2 separate regions of the Macaca mulatta genome follow, and region 1 is linked to region 2. A link is a contact called in public Hi-C data. All regions are on one chromosome and are shown on one strand. Each heading gives the region's core, a stretch centred on a gene start, on an enhancer-like site or on the middle of the called end of the contact. The rest is flanking DNA. Distances are from core to core; before and after follow the strand shown. Region 1 overlaps C1H1orf87 (chromosome 1 C1orf87 homolog). Region 2 overlaps NFIA (nuclear factor I A).

Region 1 (4,933 bases), core at 1,783-4,282, 1.0 Mb after region 2:
AGATGGATTGTAAGGGCTATTTTATGCAGCTGTTCTGGACATCCCCTAATGACAGAGTAAATTAGACAGATACAAATTTCATTCAGTGGACTTTTTGTTTGACTCTAGGAATCTTCTATCAGTGGTAAAGCTTAGAAGATAGAAAATACTACTGTGATTCCTAGATGTATTTTTTAACATAACTTTTAATTTTAATTAAAATACAAACTAAATGCCATATATTTTAATAATAAGCAATTACATATATAGTGTTGATATATTTTTTAAATAATGTTGATGATATAATTATAATTATCCTATAGTAAAATTTTACATTATTGACTGCTTACTAGTACTGGATACTGTGTGAACTTAATATTTTATTGATTTTTGCACAATTTAATTATCCCTATTTTCTCTTTCTTCTTTCCCTCTTTCTTTCTTCTTTTGACATTTATTTATTTATTTATTTATTTATTTATTTATTTATTTGAGACAGAGGCCTCACTCTGTTGCCTGGGCTACAGTGGCATGATCATGACTCACTGCAACCTCGACCTCCCAGGCTCAAATGATTCTCTCACCTTAGTTGGTGCATGCCACCATACCTCGCTAATTTCTTTTTTCTTACAGTCATAAACATATTCCAAATCCATGTCTTATATTTCCAGAGGCAGGGTGAGGGGAAATGGCCAAAGGAAGCAAACCTAGGCAGGACTGAGAGCAGCCATCCTATCCAGAGAACTTTGAAGATGCAATTGACCAACTCAAAGAATGAGGTTTACATAAATGAAAGGACCACTGTTCTAATGAGAGAGATAAACAATAAATAGGCAATGAACAAACCAGAACAGAATAGAAAATGAACATACTGGAATAGAATAGAATAAATTAGGACCCCAACTGTTGTGGCCTACTGTTAAGAATAACCACTAGAGAGTAATTGAGAGGGTGGAACCATGCTCAATAGTACTTGCACATTTAAAAATGAGTCATATTTTGTATCTTAAACTGAGATGATAGGTATCTACCACTGCCCAACTCTAATGGACTAGCAGTGGCTTTCTGCAAAATGACAAGGCACTGCCTCTGGATTCTTTAAGAAAGAATTTCACCATCACTCTTATAGTTTGCTCACACAAAGGAGAGTAAAAGAGGCCAGGCACAGTGGCACATGCCTATAATCCCAGCACTTCAAGAGGCCTAAGGGGGAGGATTGCTTGAGCTCAGGAGTTCGAGACCAGTCTGGGCAACATAGTGAAACTTCATCGCTACAAAAAATTTAAAAAATTAGCTGAGAGTGGTGGCACATACCTGCAATCCCAGCTACTCATGAGGCTTAGGTGGGAGGATCATTTGAGCACAGGAGATCAAGGCTACAGTGAACCATGATCGTGCCTCTGTACTCCAGCCTGGGCAACAGAGTAAGACCCTGACTCAAAAAAAAAAAAAAAAAATGATCCCTACTTGAAGCAATCTCTTTCCCCTCATTCCATAATGTACTGTAGTGGTTAACCTTAGGCAATCAAGAGACTTGCAGTCTCTAGGCTTTAGTTTCTCCCTCTGTGAAATGGGTTATTGTAAGGATTCAATTAGTTAATATTGGTGAAATGCTTGGAGCAGTTCTTGGGACATAATAAATTTTATATTTACATATTGGTTATTATAATTATTATTGTTGTATCCCAGTTAATTTTCTGCATAACTTCTCTCCCCCATGGGTCAGAGATCTTCCAGAGGTAGCAGAATAATTCTCTAAATCCTCTGTATTCCCAAGCACAGTATCTGACACATAGAAACTTGCAATTAGGGGCTTATGAGTGAGTTATTGATCTTCAGTGATGCCATGATCTACACTGCAACTCCTTCCAACAGCCATCAAAATCTACCCAATCTTAACATGGAAAGCTTACTGACATTGGTATTAGCATATATAATGTGTGGGCACCAGAGCACATCCTGCAGTCATACACATTACCACCTCTATTATGCAGATTCAAACTCTGAGCTATGAGAAGTTAGATGCCTTACCTCTGATTGCACAGCAAGCTGGAGGGAGTCACAGGACAGCCAATCTTCTGCATCTTTGTATTCTGCAACTACAGATTCGACCAACTGCATATCAAAAATATTTTTAAAAATAGACATAAAATATAATGACATGACGACAAAAAACATTAAGAATTTTAAAACACAGTATAACAATTATTTACGCTGTATTTGCATTGTATTAGGTGTTACAAGTAATCTAGAGATGGTTTAAAGTACATGGGAGAATGTGGATAGGTTAGATGCAAATACTACTCCATTTTATATCGGGGCTTGAGCATCCATGGGTGTAGGTATCACTGTTGGGGAGGGGAATATCATGGACCCAGTCCCTGCGGATACCAAGGAACATCTATAAATACATTTAGAGAAATGCATTTTAAAATTAAGTTGTTTAATCCCTGCATGCTTAGGAGCGTGTTTGGAGACTTTAACAAGATAAAATGAACTCAAGACAATTAGAAATTACTTCTGCTAGGCACCCCCAGTGTTTCAAATATTGGCCTTGTAAGTTTTAAAGCTACAAAGAAAAGCTTAAATTGCTTTAGAATTTTTCTGTGAATCTTATTGGATCCCATCTTGTTCTCTCTCCCCTGAAATCACCCTCAGATTCTTCCTGAAATCTGTAATGCATACCCACGAGTTCAAATACTTTTTAAGATGCTACTTGATTTTTAAGAAGCTTAAAGTTGCAAAATATTATCATTTAGCCTTTACCTGAAAGTCATTCAAGCTAATATGTAGTTTTCTCTGTTTTCCCTCCGTCCTCTTTAAAAAACCTTCCACCTACCCAATCCAATCACAGGAGTTCTGGAGAAGGAACGAGCCAGACGCCTCATTCACAACTACAATCTCATTTACAACCTGTCCCTGAGCCCTCGGAAAATCGACCAGGCCTTGCGCAGATTCCATTTGGGAGAAAATATGCTCTTGGAGCCAGCACTGCGGTACTTAAAGGAGCTATGATAACAAGCCCATATTGTGAGAACAGATGTTTCCCTTATCTCCCTTTTTACCCAGACACGTGTTTCTCCCCAGCCTGAGTATAGTGGCGGAGACATTGTCAGAGTGCAGGCCGATGCAGCTATTGTAGATGCTTTTGATTTGGACTTGGTTTCTGGCTATGATGCTCGCTCATAAGCAGCTCAAAGTGATCAGAGGAAACCTAGTTTTATCTTTCGATGTGGCAAGAACCCAGCTACTTAGAACCTCCTTCTGTTTTAATAAAGCTTATTATTAATATTACATGTTTGATTTTTTCCTACACTGCTAATCAAACTGTTGTTTCAAACCCCACAATTCCACATCACATAGTAAAAACCACATTACATGTTGCCACTTGCCCACAGTGCCTGGAACCTAGTAGACCTATAAACATCGTTTTTGGATAGGTAAATCATCCCTTCTCCTGATCATTATTCTGGGAAGGATTTCCACATTGGAAGAAAAATGAAAGTATTACCAATGCTCTATCTTAATCTTAAGCAGTAGAAGAACCATTTCAAGTGAGGTTTTCTGAACAACTCCAATATTTTCGGCAGTACAAAACTAAACAATGTTACACTGTCTCCAGGGGTATTTTCCAAAAGTCCCAGATAGAAGTTTTGAGGAAGGACTTCTTGGGAAAAAGGGTTTTGGGAATAGGTAACATCCTCTGCTCTGCCTGGACAGGAAAACCAGGTGGAACTTTCCATCAGTTCCCATAGTTCTTCTGTTCTTAACATCCCCCCGACTTTGCACCTCTCACATAGCACACAGTTACACACATATCACACCCCACTGGTAGCATGAGCTCGTTGAAGAGACACTGGCCTGGAGCTTCAGAGATAATGTGCTCCCAACACCATCACTAATACTGGGTGATCAGGGTACTGAGTTTCCAATCTGTGTGCCAGACAAAATGAACAAGTTAGGTCAAGGGGAAAATCAAACAGAAAGGCCTCTGAGCATCCCTTTCTGTGCATTTTATCAAATAAGGTGCTTCATGTACTCTTATAGACAAGACCTCAAGAACAAAACTATTTGGATCCACTAAAATAAATGCTCTCTAAGGTCTCCTAGTCTGACCTGCTTTGGTTTTTATAATCCTTGTGTTGTCCAGAAAAATGACTCTTGAAGCCGACGGGCTACCCTTTCTAGAACCCCTTGGACTTTCTAGCTGCCTTTGAGGTCAAAAGAGTAAGCAAATAGACACTGCTTTCTCATTCTACCAAAATGCCAAGTAAGGATAATTAGAATAGTAGGTCAAAAAATTTAATATGCCTTGAGCAACGACTGTGTTTGAGGAACCTGACATATTTTGTTTGATCTATCTCTGACAATTAAATAAGACAGGTTTCACCTCTCTGTTTCACAAATGAGGAAACAGGCTCAGAGATGTGAGGACAAGAAGGCTGTTAGGTTGTGTCAGTTAACATCTGCCAGAAGGTTCGTGCTTCCTGTGAAGGACTGGTCAAATGATACTGAGAAGGTCTCACTTTACCCTTCATCTCTGGGAGTAAGTGGGTTGGAGAGGCAGTTCGGGTAAAAGAAGTTCCTAAACCTGAAGTTGGGGTTATTAGACAAAATCATAAGGTCCTGAACAGCAATGATTTTCCCTTGCCCCATTCTTAATATCCAATATCTAGTATAGTTTTTGATAAGTAGCTCAGCATCACCAAGCTACACAAATGCAGGGGGCTGCATTTACATAGAATGCAGCATGAAAGGTGACACCAGAGCTGTGTGACCACAGGTTAAGCGTGACCACAGGTTAAGCGTAACCTGTACTATAGTCTTGGCTGAATGAATACTTCTATAAGTGGGGTAACCTTTACCAGATCTAGATCCACAGTCACCCTACCACCCCACCCCCCTGTATTTCCACAGAGAGTAGAAAAAGAATAAATAAGCGCCAAAATCTGGC
Region 2 (4,584 bases), core at 419-2,918:
ACCTCAGGTGATTCACCTGCCTTGGCCTCCCAAAGTGCTGGGATTACAAGTGTGAGCCACCGTGCCAGAACTATAGGTCACTTTGAAACTTATTAGTGTTCTTCATATCACCTTGTTGAATCAGCGCATTGACCTTCCCAAGTCCCAGTCTCAGTACTTTTGAATGTGGGTATCTCCCTGAGTCAATTGCAGGGCACAGGCTGTTCTGTGTAGTTTTAGCTCTGGGAAAGCAGATACTTATTACAATGAAATGACTTTTTACAACAGACAGGAATAAAATTTGCTTAAGAAGCTGAATTGCTGCTCTTGATCATGGGGGATGGAGTGTTCAGTTAGGGCCACTGGTGAGAGTCTAATAAACTCATATTACTTATGATTGACATTAAATGGAGCAGTCTCATGGGCCGGTTACTCAGAAAGTCAATTGCCAGAAGCTTGTAGTAAAAACTCAGTGTTTTCAAATAATTTAGATGCTCCAAAAGATATTAGTATAACATGGACTGCTGAGTGTCCGAGGCAACAGAGCTGACTGAACATAAACAAGATGAGCATAGTCACATATTTATTTGAAGAACTCCTGAAGATGCCCAGAGCATAGGGATGATGGGAACGATTTTGAAATGGTTGAAAGAGAAGGAGGGGTTATATTAATACCAAATGTATTTAGGCCCAAGGACATTGTCTCCTTTAACCCTGTGTAATCCTCACAATACCAAGGCATAATTATCCCCATTTCACGGAGGGAAACAGAGACTCATAGTTACAATTTGTAAGAGGCTTGGATAGGGCTGCTTCTGTGCTAGTCTGGCCCCAAAGCCAGTAGATTATCCTTTAGATTCTGGGCCCCTCAGCCTTCTCAGTCTGGGCTTGATTTACTTGTCCAACTTTATCTTCCAACGCGAATGATTGACTCTTTTTTTTTTGACAACGTCATCTCAAACTTTAGTATCTGTTTTCTAGGCTGAGCTTACTAGAACAACCTCTGAACTGCAATGGACTCACGGAGATGCCCACACACAGATGCTCTGAGACTCCACTGGCCAATTCCAATACCCATCCTTGATTTGTTTACTCAGCCTTGCTGCATCTATTTGGATACTTAATCAAACCAATTTGTCCCTTTTTTGAATTTTTCTCTCGCTAATCAGCTTGCAAGATCCTATTTTCATTCTCAGTAAACGCTGCTGGTGCCTGATTCAGTGCTCCGCACGTTGTTGTCTCTCCAGAAATCCTTGCTGGTTGCTTGTAAGGTACCCACTCTCCCTGCTTCCCTTCCCACCCTCTCCCCCAACAAAAGCTGGTGCAGAAACATCCCAAAAGGGGCCAGGTTCCACGTGCTCCGTCCCCTTCCTCTGTCCCCTTACTGTCACCCACAAGGCCCAAATATAAAAGGCGAAAGGCGCCGTTGCAATCAGAGCCCTAAAACAAAAGGCTCAAGGGGCGACTTAATTGACTCAGCCCCAACCAACTCAAACTTCCCCGTGGTCAGATTGTTCTTTCCCGCCACCACTCCGTCTTCCTGGAAAACGCGTGAGGGGTGTGTGTGTGTGTGTGTGTGTGTGTGTGTGTGTGTGTGTGTTGGGGGGAAATGGGAGAGGGTTGCAATAGTGCCGAAGGTGGAGGCAGGGTGGGGTGCGGGGAGAACGTTTCCCAGGGAACCTGAGAGTCGCAGATCTCGCGGCTGGCGACTCCCAACTCTCCCAAGGAAAGCCGCGGGCTTAGCTCGTTCATCAGTGTCACATTTCAATGGCAGCGCGGCGCGGCCTCGGCCAGATGCCCGCGCCGGGCCGCGCGCCTTCCCGGCACGGTTCGGCCCGTCGGCGATTCAGACACCACCAACCCACAAAGCCCAGATGAGAGCCCGGGGCTGGGGGAGGCCCGGAAAACCCTGCGCGCCTCTCCTTCCTGCCGCCCCCATTACCCGGGGCTCCTTCGCGGCCTGCAGCCGGGCAGTACAGGTCGAGTTCGGGCCTCGGTGGCTGGAGCCCGGCCGTCCCTGCGCCCCGCTGCGGTCGTGGCTTAGGGGTTCCGTCCTTCCTGCCTTCGAAGGCCAGGGCTCTCCTCGCCCTCCACACTGGTTCCCCCGGGAGCCACTATCTGGGGCCAGGGTAGCCGAGCTTTCTGATCGCAGCCCAGCTCTGCGCGACAGCGGGGCCGCGGACACAGCGTCAGCAGAGCGGCAAGGCACTTTCTAGACTTGGGGATCTTTCGGTTTGCGAACAGGGTGGCGAGTTGAACTCGGTCCCCAGCGCCTCTGCTTTTACCCGGCCGCCGCGAGCCGACACCAGAGGGCGCCGTTTTAATGCGCTTCTGGCAAGGACGCACGCTCCGGGAGAGCCCTGGCGTCGAGGCCGGGCTGGGATCTGGGGACTCGCTGCGGCGCCCTCTCCCCTATGGCGCTCGGCCTGGGATGCAACAGCGAGCCCCGCTTCCTTCTTCGCGAGGGGAGGTTTACTGCAGTGGATCGCGCCCTGGCTTTGCACAGAATGAGGGTACCTTGCAGCCGTCCGGGTGAGGAGGAGTGGCCCCCTACCTGAAGCCGTGCCCCCGCCTAACTGCTAAGGAACGCGTCTGCAGGCGTTGTTCAATTGCGAACGACTCATTAATTTTCCAGCACTTGTGCAGAATACTTTAAAATGGAAAAATGAAGGTCTTCGATGAAAATGAAGCTTGATAGTGTGCACCTGCCACTAATGTACAGTGCACGGCAACTTCCCCTCATTAGAGCGATGTCTTGGGTTGAGAACAAGTCATATAGTGAAAATCACTTCAACACGTGCCTGTTCATATGCATAAACTCCTGTGTACCAGATGGCAAAATATAATGACATCTTAAACAGCTAATTGCATAAACCTTGTAATGCAGATAATTGCTCTACCAAAGTAGGAGTTAATAATTTCCCACTGTATTGCCTGGCTTCAGAGTAATCCTCAAGGAAAGTTGTGACAATTCTAACACACTAAAGTTCACCAAGAGGTAATTAAAACTAGCACTTAAATCATTTGACTTTCAAACCCTTAATTATGATTGGGAAGAACTGCTTTGTGGAAACCCAGAATTTATGGATGGTTATGTGATAACATTTAATGCCTGTATTTCATCGTTTTCTTTAATATATTTTATTCTGGAAAATTATTCCAATAGCAAGAGGTTTCCATTTTGGGGTAAGAGTGGTTAACTTCCACCCGCAGATGGATCTGTTGATTTTTTTCAATTAAACATTTATTATAGAGCCCCTTCTATAATAACTAACTCCAAGCCTTACCATGTACCTGGCATTGTTCTAAGCACTTTACAGGTATTATCTCATTTAATCCTCAAAACAACCATATGAAATGTGTACCACTGTCATCCCCATTCTCCAGATGGAGGAAGCCCAGACATAGAGATGCTAAGTAGTTTGCTCAAAGTTGTCTAGAAGTCATTTTCCCAAACTCCAACGGTCTGACCCCAGAGCTCGTTCTATTTACCACTATGCTCTGCTGTCCCCTGGATTAAACCAGGGCCTTAATACTTTAATAGTTCTAATTATTGTCTAATAATATTTAGAAATAAAACCAAAATAACGTAATTGGAGTATAAAAGTCAGTTGACAGGTAGATGTCTTTGCTGAATTTATCAGTTTATGTCATGATACATTCCAGAAGCAGCTCTCTGCTATTTCCACAGGGTAATTCTACAACAGTGAATACACCAAGAAAAATAAACCTTTGAAACTAAGTTTTTATTGCATCAATACCTAGTTTAGAAGGCATGTTTTTCAAATATTGTATATTCTCATTCATAAGTGAGTATTAAAAATGTGTACACGTAGACATACAGAGTGGAATGATGGACAGTGGATACTCAGAAAGGTGAGAGAGTAAGAGGGAGAGGGGGGTGATAAAAAATTAGTTAATGCATACATGTACATTATTCGAGTGATTGATAGCCTAAATGCCCTGACTTGACCACGTTGCAATCTAGCAAGTAACAAAGTTGCAGCTGGGCACCATGGCTCATGCCCATAATCCCAGCACTTTGGGAGGCCAAGACTAACAGATCAATGAGGCCAAGAGTTTGAGACCAGCCTGGCCATCATGGTGAAACCCCATCTCTACTAAAAATAAAAAATTTAGCCAGACGTGGTGGCAGGCACCTGTAATCCCAGATACTCTGGAGGCTGAGGCAGGAGAATCGCTTGAACCCAGCAGACAGACGTTACAGTGGATGGATATCGTGCCACTGCACTACAGCCTGGGCAGCAGAGTGAGACTCCATCTCAGAAAAACAAAACAAAGCAAAACAAAACAGACAAAAAAGTTGCACACATACAACATAAATTTGTACAAAAAATGAAAAGCATGTGTGGCTTAGTGTTTCTCTTTCTTCATCTTCAAATAAGACTAAAATTAGGCTTCCCAGGGTATACAATAATGAGCATAGAACAAAATACTCTTCATAAAGTACACAGAGAACCATAGCCATAGCCCTCCTTCTCCATATTGATATTATAGAATTTCTCTTTCCTCAGTTTGGGTAGAGGTATGGGGGCATAAAATGAGAGATGCCAGCTACCTCCCTAGTATAGGGGCCATAGCATT

Evidence for each region. A called contact is a pair of places that touch in the nucleus more often than the background predicts.
Region 1: a contact with region 2 is called in a Hi-C map of fetal cortical plate, with 2.3 times the contacts expected there. The contact joins two enhancer-like sites. A contact is called at or near these places in 2 of 14 Hi-C or Micro-C datasets (cortical neurons and fetal cortical plate).

Annotation. Positions count from the first base shown.
Region 1 is chr1:180,639,564-180,644,496 of T2T-MMU8v2.0, forward strand. C1H1orf87 (chromosome 1 C1orf87 homolog) reads left to right here. Exons shown (of 12, transcript XM_028833091.2): 12 at 2,834-3,268. The coding sequence ends at 2,994. Among named protein-coding and RNA genes, the nearest start is that of CYP2J2, 69 kb to the right of the region's middle. Within about 2 kb of position 3,033, at least 4 of the 40 cell types and tissues checked have an H3K27ac peak or open chromatin away from gene starts, as enhancers often do. A contact at or near this core is called in fetal cortical plate, where this site is marked.
Region 2 is chr1:179,610,958-179,615,541 of T2T-MMU8v2.0, forward strand. All of the region lies in intron 1 of NFIA (nuclear factor I A), which reads right to left. Among named protein-coding and RNA genes, the nearest start is that of NFIA, 180 kb to the right of the region's middle. Within about 2 kb of position 1,669, at least 15 of the 40 cell types and tissues checked have an H3K27ac peak or open chromatin away from gene starts, as enhancers often do. A contact at or near this core is called in fetal cortical plate, where this site is marked.